Regions from separate parts of the Mus musculus genome. Here region 1 is linked to region 2. The links are chromatin contacts, called in public Micro-C maps. All regions are on one chromosome and are shown on one strand. The core of a region is the stretch at or near the end of the contact, and the rest is flanking DNA. Distances in the headings are between cores, read along the strand shown.

Region 1 (5,402 bases), core at 1,940-4,439, 2.1 Mb after region 2:
GGGTGTTGTCCCTGGGCAGTATCTGTTATTGATTGAATTTCTGCAGAATTCCCATAGAACCTTTGTCACTTACAAGCTATGCACTGGAGGCAGGATGCTTGAACAAGTCTCATGGTCCAGTACACAGAGTCTGCATTTGGTCCATGCCATCTCAGAGACTGAGGAGAGAGAAACAGACAGAATGGTCCAGATGGTTCAGGTTGGATCAGCAGAGTAGGTGCCAGGATCTCTGAAGAAATCGAGGGAAAAGGCTGGACAGATGTGGGATGAGCTGGCACAGCCAGGCAGATGTGTGGAGTGTAGGAGCTCTTACTGTGTGTGATGGGCCTCCCTCTCCTGCAGAGCCCAACAGTTTGGATGGGAAGGGAGACCACAGGATGATAAAGTGGGCAGCAGGCTGAAGGTGAAAGGTGTGTGTGTGGCGGGGGTGGGGTGGGGGGTATTTTGGTAAAGGATGGTGGTAGAAGGAGAGGTGTGCATGCTGTGGGGGCGAGGGCAGAGCAGGGTGGAGGGCAGGAAGAGAGAACTGGGTGAAGGTCAGAACTTCCATGCAGAATCCAGTAAGGGATGGAAGCCTTGGCTACTTCTCCAGCTGCTGCAGGGGAGTAGCTAGGAAGAGGAGGCCCTAAGGGGAGCAGAGGTCAGGAAACCAGGCAGGTATCAATGCCTGCAGCCTGACAGGAGGGGATTAGGGAATTCTGGAGAGGAATAGGGAGGAAGGCGCGTGGGTGGAGGACTGCCTAGGAGCAGTGATGAGCCGAGCAGGTTCTTTAGATGCGAGACTGGGATGGTGGAGACAGTGCAGCTTCCCAGCTGATCGCCTCCTTTAAGGGGTTCTTAGCTACTGCCCGGGCTAGACACGAGGGGAGAAGGAGGAGCCTGAGGATGACCTGTGGGACTCAGAGCACACAGACCAGAAAGGGGGCCTGTTCTGTCTCCCCCATAGAGCCCAACACTTGGTTGTCCCCAGAGCTTAAGCCTAGACAGTTTTACTCAATGGAAACTCCGTTTCTGCCCAGACCTTGCTCCAAGGAGACCTTCTTCTGATGCCCACCTCTGCCACTTTAGTGATCAACACCCCCACCCCGCCCTGCCATCCAGTATGTGGCAAAGGAAAAGAGGGAAAGATTGATCCTTATGTGGACAGAGGAAGCAGGAGTTGAAAAGGGACGATCTGAGTCAGGTATCGGGTTGGGGGAGTTGGCAAAGCATCATAAGAAGTTGCAGAGATCCGGAGAAGGCAGGGTGAGACAGGGTGAGTAGCGCGAATCTGGTAAAGAGTGGGAAACCCAAGTATCTGGTCCTGGGTCACCCAGGACGGGAAGGGCTGCAAGGTGCGGTCCTCTTTCAGCCCCCTCTCGCCGCCTCCTCCCCATCTCGCCCACGGGGGTCGGAATGGTACAGGCTTGCGGGGGCTTTTCGGAGCAGTGGAGTGGAAAATAGACTTTAACCCGCTTTGTAGCAGCGAGGGCGCCCCGAGCGCTTCTCCAGACCAAGGCTCCGGGCATTTCGGCGGGCCGCTGCAAGACCTGGCCTGGAGTCCCCATAGTTGTAGGGGGTGTAGACCCCACTGCCCTTCGGGGTTCTGGAGGCCCAGCTAGGAGGTAAGCGTTTGGGTTTTGCTGTGGCCAGTTGGACTCACCAGGGCAGCGTCAAAAAAGGAAAATTATCTTCGCCCTCCTCCTCTCCCGCCATATGCGACCAAGGACTGACTGGGTCTGGACCTCCTAACCAAGAGACCCCTTAGGCCACAGTACCCTGGAAGGTTGGGGTAGATAGATTACAGAGTACAGGTTCTAATGGTCAACCGCCTTCTTGCCCTCCGGACTTAGTGCCTGCATTGGAAACTAACTTGAGCAGATTGGGACACTGGCCCGCGGTCGCAGGTCGCAGGTCACACGTCCAAGAAGCTAGGATGCCACTCCCCTCCCCCCAAGGACCACTGGCCTGTCCTCTGGAGAACCACGCGAACAGCAAGGCCAGCTCCAATTTAGAATGCAGTGACCCAAAGACCCCATTTTGGCCTTGTCGTCCAATACTGACGCCCAAGGAAAGGAAATCACTCTGAGCTTAAGCCCCGTGGTCCAGTGGGAGATGGTCGCAGCGCGAGGGAGGGAGGGGGAAGGCTGGCAAAACCGCTGCATTGGAACCCTTGCGAACTGCCGCGGGAGAGCTGCGGAGTGATGGGTTATGTCGCTCCTCCCCGGACAGTGCGAACCTGGCCCCTGAGAAAAGAATGCATATCCTGTTTGAAGCACTGTTCCCCAAATCCATAAAAATGTGAAATTTCAGAAACATAACCGCAGCTTCAGAAAACAGCTCCGGAGGCTGATGGTGGGTGAGGGGAGAGCTCTCTTAGGTTAGGCGAACGTAGACCAGGTTCTCTGGAGAATCTAGGCTGGACCCCAAACACCCATCCTAAGCTTGTATCCAAGTTCTCTAAGAACTGAAACGACATCCCAGGGCGAAGGGAGGGGGTTCAACTGAGGTACGTGCTTGAAGAGGGTTTGGTATATTTCCTCAAGCCCAGGCTTTGTAGATGTCCCCCTCAGAGCAGAGTGTGGCGGAGGCTAAAGGACCAAGTCAGAAAATCAAGATGCAGAGTGGAGGGTAGGAGGAGGACACTAGATCAAGCACCAATGCTCCAGTCCGGCTTTTGCCTCCGACTGGGGACCGTATTCCCCCACCCGCCATCCATCGCCCCGCCCCGCCCCGCCCCCCACCTTGGGGCAGGTGAGCGGTGGCCAATGGGGGAGCGCGGGGCAGGTGCCCGCTAACTCTCTCCTCGCAGAGCTGCAGCCCAGGCCTGGCCCGGCAGAGCTAGAAAGATCACGGGCGGTGGTCGGTCACAGCTTGATTAGTAAGGGAGAGATCCAGGAGGACCGCTGAAGCGGCTCTCAGTAGCACAGGCAGCCCGCGCCCGGGCGTTTGAGAGGAGCTGCCTGCTGGGCCGCGGGGACCACGCTCCAGGCGGTGCGCAGTGGCCCAACTCGGTGTTAGGGCTCTCGCACGCCCCTCGCCGCCCCGCTCCTGGCTGGTCCGCAAGGGCCGAGCGCGGGCGGGTGGGCGGGCGGGGGAGGTGAAGGGTGCGGGCGTGAGTGCATGTGCCAGGCTTGGTGCACACCCCGCACGGCGGCAGCGCCGGGGCACCGAGCGTTCCCCAGAGCCCCGCTACCTCACTCCGCTTCGGCGGCCGCGACGATGTTCCAGCCCGCGGCTAAGCGGGGTTTCACCATAGAGTCCTTGGTGGCCAAGGATGGTGGCACCGGCGGGAGTCCTGGCAGCGGGGGCGCGGGCTCCCATCCACTGGCTGTGGCCGCATCAGAGGAACCGCTCAGGCCCACGGCGCTCAACTATCCTCACCCCAGTGCGGCCGAGACGGCCTTCGTGAGTGGCTTCCCTGCCGCTGCCGCTGCGGGCGCCGGCCGCTCGCTCTATGGAGGGCCGGAGCTGGTGTTCCCAGAGGCCATGAACCACCCGGCTCTGACGGTGCACCCGGCACACCAGCTGGGCTCCTCCTCGCTGCAACCCCCTCACTCTTTCTTCAGCGCCCAGCATCGGGACCCTCTCCACTTCTACCCCTGGGTGCTTCGGAATCGCTTCTTTGGCCACCGCTTCCAGGGTGAGTGTCCATGCCGTGTTCGTGACCCGGGGATGCGGGGGGAGGCTAGGCGCGGCGGCGGGGATGTTCAGAAGTTGTGGGGGGACAAGGCTTAGGGATCAGCCTGGACTGTGCGCAGGCGATTAGCCTGTGGTCTGCTGCGTTGGTCTCCCACCCAAGAAGTGAGGTTGGGACCGCCACGCTTTTCAAGGAATAAAGCCAATTGGAATAGAAGGCCGAGAGCATCCTAGGAGCTTTTTCAGACCCTCCAGTGGCCAACCTTAATCTCCTTTCCGACTAAACCAGTCCCAACCCTGAAATGCTGGCCCTCTGCCCTTCCCGCGCCAGAGCTCTGAGCTGTGACCATACTTCGCTCTTTTGGTCACCACTACTCTTGGCGCGTCGGGGCAGGGGAAAGTCCACCTGCATTCGCTGGCTCTGTGAGAAGCAGGGCAGCGTGGTGCGTTCACTCGGATTTCTTGGGACGTTTCTCAGCAACCTTGGCCAGACTTTTCCCAGTTACATGTGCCCTCTCCGACCCAAAGTGGAAAAGGCTTGCGAAAACAAACCGGCTTTCTTCACCACTGACCTCCTCCAGGAGCCCACCCGGTTGCTAGAGCTCAGGACAGTCCTCTTGAGAGGGGTAGTGGCAGAGGAGGGCTTTTAAGGTCATATCTAGTCTTACCCCACCCCGTCTGCAGCCGCATCTGGTTTGCTAATTAAGACCCCTCCAAAAGCTTTAAACACGCACAAACACACACACACACACACACACACACACACACACACACACACACACACCAGTTATCTGACTTTCCTAAAGAGAGAGAGAGAGAGAGAGAGAGAGAGAGAGAGAGAGAGAGAGAGAGAGAGTTGTGTCCAGTGCAGATAATTTTCTTCCTTGGATGTGCAGTTTTCTTTTCTTTCATTAAAAGAAAATTTTGGCCTTGATTCCTATAGCAATTGCTTAGTTCCCACTTTGATATAGACTTTATTTACAGGTAAATTTAGCGTTTCATAAAACAGCAGCTCCAGGAGCTACACTGACATTGAGCCAGAGCTACGCGGCCAAAGAGAATCTGATATGTGATACAATTATTTATATGATAAAAGGAAAAATGTCTTGAATCTTTAGCTATAGTCGCTTGACTGACTTGGAGAAGGCTATTTAGAGAGGGCCCGATTTATCAATGACCCCCGCTCTTCCCTGGCCACTACATACAGAAATTCCCGTGGATCCAATAGTGTGGTTACTTCGGCGCCTATGTTTGTGGGTATATTTTTCTCCTCAAAAAGTGTGCGCAGGCGGGAGCGGAAAAGCCTAAGGTATTAGCTGCTTTAGGTAACATTTCCCGTCACTTAACACCAATGCTTACTACTAAAATGAGGTTTTATTCTAATTTAGCCAACTACCCGCGTCCCCCCTCCGGGGGAGGGGGGCTCTATCTTCAGCTTCGCGCCCACTGGCGGAATTTTGATTATTCCAGGATGTGAGCCCACGGCTCAAGGGACCTGGAACCCTTGGTGAAGGATCCGGGACCCTGGAAGACAGGGTGCTAAGGGCTCCTAGCCTAGTCCAGTGCCTCAGCACACTCAAGATGCTTCCTGGATGGGGCTTTTTCGGCCCTTAGTCCAGAATCTCGGAATCTCACGTTTTTCTCTCCACCTTTCACACCTCTGGCCCCGCGCGCTGATCCCGCTCGCCCGAGGCTGGATGTGCCTTTTGAGAGAGATCAGCTCTCGGGCTCCGAGCATCCTCAGCCAAGCGAGGCCAGTATATCCTCCGCAAAACCCTCCAGGA
Region 2 (5,109 bases), core at 2,334-4,833:
AGTCAGACTTAGAGACCCAAAGTGTAGGGTCAGATATACTCCTGGAACCCAAGAGCCAAGAACTGTTAGGAGTGGGGGAAGAGAGCGCCACAGTTCAGAACAAGCATACTTTTCTTCTCTGTCCATGGACATGGGAGCAGATGCCACTCACCCCACCCATGCGGCGCCTCACACAACCTTGTCTCCTTGGTGAGACTATAAAAGACTTTGGTGGGGGGTGGAGAGATGGCTCAGGGGTTAAGAGCACTCACTGACTGCTCTTCCAGAGGTCATGAGTTCAATTCCCAGCAACCACATGGTGGCTCATGACCATCTGTAATTGGATCCAGTACCCTCTTCTGGTGTGTCAGCTACAGTGTGCTCATATACATTAAATAAATAAATCTTTTTTTTTTTTTTTTTTTTTTTTGGTTTTACGAGACAGGGTTTCTCTGTGTAGCCCTGGCTGTCCTGGAACTCACTCTGTAGACCAGGTTAGCCTCGAACTCAGAAATTCACCTGCCTCTGCCTCCCAAGTGCTGGGATTAAAGGCATGTGCCACCATGCCCATCTAAATAAATCTTTTTTTTAAAAAATGATTTTTCTATGATGCCAAGTTTGATTTTTAGTTCTGTAGTGCCATATACAACATCCATGAGTCAGAGGTGACACAAAAGGAAAGGCCGACTTCTGCAGGTGCAGCCTCCTGCCTGCCTCCGCCCAAGCCTCTGTGCTGCTATATCTGTCCCTAGCACAGAGCATCCGTGACCTGGCTACCACAGGTCTGTGTCCCGTCACAGTGTTCTAGCCTCTGCCAGGAACAAGAGGGGGACAGTGGAGTGAGGCGAAATCTCCCTGTTAAGCCAGAGAGCTTTGTAACCATCCTCCACTTAACCAAAAGCCTGCGCCCTCTGACTCACCTACAGTCTGCAGTCTCTCTAATTTTTCATTATAGTTTGTGTGTGTGTGTGTACACCCACAACACATGTGCAGTGGTCAGAGGATAGTTTGTAGAAATCAGTTTTCTTCCACAAACTTGCCCCTAGGGCTCAAACTCAGATTGTCAGGATTACTGCAAGTGCCATCTCCTAAGAACATTCCAACTTAAAGCCGCCATCCTTCACTTCTCCCTAACTCTTTCCCTTCTGCCCTTAGTCTACTCGAATTTCTGAATCCACCACCATCCTGCACATCATAAATGTGTTTGTAGAATACTGTGGAAAGAAAGGCTCAATCCATGTAACTCCCCAGAGTTCCCTGTGCCTTCCCGCCTTTACCAGGAGATCTTAGACCCAAAATTTCATCTGTCTCCACCCCCTGTGATGTCATGGAGATTCCCCCAAAGGCAGGCATTAGCATTTTTTTCTCTCTCTCTAAATCTAACATTAGTTTTGCCTACTGTTAATCTTGCCCCCAGTTTCCCCTTCCTGGCCTACACATCTCCAGTCTTAAGGTCATCTTTGGTTCTTCTTAGGTTTGCTAGTCCCAAAGCATGTCTCTTGCTCACTCTAACACTGGGCCCATGAATTCTCCACCGGCTCCCCATCTTGGCTCTCTGACCCTGCATGGCACGGGAGTCAGGTTCTCTTTCTAGAGTGTATCTTCTGGGTATATAAGAATCTATCTTACCTATAGCATAAGTGCGTTAAAACTCAAGATGGAGAGTCCGCAGATTGGGCAGGAGACAACTGGAGACTGAGGCTAGAAGGAATCCTTAGTTATTGTTTTACAGATGAGGGACGAGGTCCCTGTCACAGTAGGCCACATTCTCTACTGCCAGCGCCTCTTCCATTACCCCTCCCCCGCTGTCCTTTGATATCTGCCTTTACACCAGCTCTGTGGTCCCTTCCCAGCAGGACCTGAGCTCTGAGCCCACTCAGGGCAAAGTCGCAGCCTTGCAGGGTCCCTGCTTCATCCACAATCCTGCAGGTTGCTCTTGCAACCCACATCTCAGCGGGGTTTTTTTTTTTAAACAAAACAAAACAAAACCTTGAAGGGCGGAGTCAGAGTGTGGGCCAGGGGCCACTGATGACCAAAGAGCCTCAGAGGACGGCCGCGGGCCGCGGGCCTTCTGCTCCTCACTCTTCGCTGGCGGTACGGCACCCGGCCACGTTGGCGCTCGTCGGGCAGGTGTCGGTCACACCACCGAGGCGAGCCCGGACACCGAAGCCACCTTGTTGTCTTCCGCCCAGGGCTGCAGATTCTGCAGCGCGAAGAGCGACGAGTTGTGCAGGCAAAGCGGGTCCGGTGGCAGCGGTGGCCGCAGCGGCCGGGGCAGCGCGTCTTGCTGCAGGTGCAGCAGCAGGCGACCAGCGCGGTGCCGCTCGGCCTCGCGCTCCTCCGCGGTCTGGCGCCTGGGCGAGCGGAGAGCCGGGGTCAGCGGGCGTCCCGGTCCTACCCCGCCACTCGGCCCGCCCGCGCCCCGCGCCTCACCGCCACTTGGTGCGTCGGTTCTGGAACCAGGTCTTGACCTGCGCGTCCGTCATGCGCAGGGCCTTGGCCAGCGCCGCCCTCTCTGCGGAGGCCAGGTACTTCTGGCGCAAGAAGCGGCGCTCCAGCTCCAGCACCTGCGAGCGGGAAAAGGAGGTGCGCGGCTTCTTGCGCTTCGGGGGGGTCCGGTTTTGGTAGGGATGGCCTATGCGACGTGTCCCAGAGAAGGGCGAGAGCGCAGCTACGGGACGGAAGAGCAGGGCAATGTTTGGGGGTAGTCCGAGGTGAGACTGAGAAGAGAGTCCCTAGTCCTTATCGGGGTTCCTCCCCCAACCACAGAAGCCTCATCAAGAAAGGGCTTAGGAAGAATCGGGGTCCTCCCAAACTTCACCCTGCCCCTCCTCGCCGTAGGCACGGTGGGACTGCAGAGGCAGGGGTGCATGCACCCGACGACAGCAGCTCTCTCCTTACTGCCTCTCTGCTGTGGGACCGAGAACTGTGGGGTCGGGGAGGGTCCACGCGGATGAACAGAGGGGAGAGATAACCGGGCAATGGGGTTGGAGCAGAAAATGGAGAAGCAAAGAAATGGGGTCGCGGGGGAAGGACACCGAGGGGTAGGGCAATCTCACCCGTGAGCCTGTCCTTTGCAAAGCGGCGGCCGCTGTCCATCCAGGGGAAGGTGAGTCCCGCTAGGCCCCCGGCGCCACCCAAACCAGAGGGTCCGGGCACGGCGGGGGCCGCACCCGAGGGTGGCGGCACGGGCAGCGGGCGGTGCGCGGGGACGCGGATCACGCCGCCGGGGCCCACTCCCGAGCCTCTAGGCAAGGAGGCCAGCGAGCCGGCTGGAGCATAGCCCGAGGCTCCGTGGAATCCACTGGAAAACGCCGCACTTTCTCCGTGGCTCTGGCCCGACTGACCGGGACCCAGACCGCCCCCCGGGGGTTCGGGACCGCTCAGGATCTGATCGATGCCGAAGCTGATGGGTTCGTGGTGCGGAAGGTGGTGCGCAGCCAACACCGCGGGCTCCATGGGTCCAAGCCTGAGAGGTTGGATGACTGGAAAAGGTGTTTCTGACGGCTGCGGGAGCCCGGCGGCGGCGCGCTCAGGGCAGAGGCTTCAGGGGCCCGCGGGGCTGGCCACGGCCATGCGCCGGGGCCCCCGGGACAGCAACATCCCTGTGCACAGGGCGCAGCCGCGCGTGTGCCCGCCCCTCCCGGGAGTCCGCTCTGGGACTCGCATCCCGAAGGAGCGCGGCGGGCGGGGGTCGCAGTAGCGCAGGTGGACGCTAAGTTGCCCAGGCCGCTGCCCGAGTCCGGTGTGGAGAGGGGTGGCCAGCTCAGGCAGGGGCAGTGACTCGGGTGGGCAGAGGGGGCTGAGGGAGGGCAGGGGCGGGGCCCCGCTGTTAAAGGGGAAGGGATGGCTGGATGTGCCTGGTGCAGGCAGAGGAGGGCGCGGGTATCAGGAAGGCGCGGTGCGCGGGAGGGGCCGCTGACTCAGCCGGGATGCTCGAGCGCCCGCATCTTCGCCGGCCTCCGCCTTCGGACTGGCTCCCGGGTTCCTCGGCAGGGACTTCTCTCCCCAGACCCCACTCTTCGCCTCCCGATGGGTGCCGCTGGCCAGCTCCTCGATTCGTTGTGGCCCCCACCCAAATGCCCTCTGAGACCAAATCTCGTTGTGGCTACCTGGCTCTGCAAGAAGCGGTTGGGGAACGGCGATTCGCGATCTGGAGTCCCAGGAACAGGCCAGGTGTAGGAAGCAGACGGTAGCAGGGCGCGTACGGTGGGCTCGGGCAGGAAACGAACATCTGAGCTTGGAGTCGTGGTACACCTCCTGGCTTTTTCTGTGCCACTCCCCACCTTACTGGTCTTGGCCGACCAAGAATTAGTACCCTGTTTCTTAGAATTTCGATTTTCTGAAATTGCTGTAAATCGGACCCGTGTCTCAAACGGACCAACCCGGGCCTCCACCGCGGGATTCCACTTCTCTAATTCGCATCTTGGAAAGCTATCCTCACACACTATCCTCCCTTCTCTAAGGCGAAAGGGCTACACTGGGGAGTCGCTGAGGCCTTGGGAGGCTCCGAGCGCCGCACCCTTACAGACACTTTACCCCACCCAAGCATCAGAAAATGAGCCTGGAGCATGCCAGCCAAGGAAAGTGGGAGAAGGCTGAAGCGTCTTGGTGACCTTATGACCTCTGGGCGCGGACCCAGGAGCGGGGAGAAAGTGACCTCCAGGTCCCTCCCCGGGATGGGACCCCTGCCGGGCGGGCCCCAAAGCCGAAGACACGCCCCTGCCGCCACCCTGCCCGGTGCAGGCCGCCATAATCGGGTTAGCTAGGCCGGAATTACATTACCTTCCCCAGCCCGCCCCGGCCCTGGGGGGGGCCCTGGCGCCTCCGAGCCGGTGAGACTGGGCCCAGGGAGGGGGGCAGAGGGTGGGCACGGAGGCGCTGCTCAGCCTGGCTTGGACACGTCCTGGCCAGAAGACCCCGCCCCACTATGACAGGCCTGGACCCTCACTCCTACCCACTTCAGGGTTCAGCTCTACCCTATGGCTTTCCCGTGTGAAGCGAAGTGCCTAGCAAGCATAAACTCGTTGGGACTACTGTTCTAGTTGTTTCTCTAGGATCCCCCAGGGAAAGGCGCCCCTCCTTTCTCCCAGCAGATGGGCTGGCAGCCTGGCGCCTGGGGCAGGGTGA

Evidence for each region. Hi-C and Micro-C count contacts between places; a contact is called where the count stands out from the background.
Region 1: a Micro-C map of embryonic stem cells shows a contact between it and region 2, with 8 times the contacts expected there. The contact joins the promoter of Emx1 here to the promoter of Tlx2 in region 2. A contact is called at or near these places in 1 of 39 promoter capture datasets (cranial neural crest), 2 of 484 Hi-C or Micro-C datasets (both in embryonic stem cells) and 1 of 115 datasets of contacts at active chromatin or transcription factors (embryonic stem cells).

What each region holds. Positions count from the first base shown.
Region 1 is chr6:85,184,742-85,190,143 of GRCm38.p6, forward strand. Emx1 (empty spiracles homeobox 1) reads left to right here and starts at 3,190. Exons shown (of 3, transcript NM_010131.2): 1 at 3,190-3,622. The coding sequence starts at 3,202.
Region 2 is chr6:83,066,642-83,071,750 of GRCm38.p6, forward strand. Tlx2 (T cell leukemia, homeobox 2) reads right to left here and starts at 3,584. Exons shown (of 3, transcript NM_009392.2): 1 at 3,039-3,584; 2 at 2,413-2,650; 3 at 1,684-2,333. The coding sequence starts at 3,438. The coding sequence ends at 2,117. It overlaps Dqx1 (DEAQ RNA-dependent ATPase), which reads left to right. Exons shown (of 12, transcript NM_033606.3): 12 at 1-578.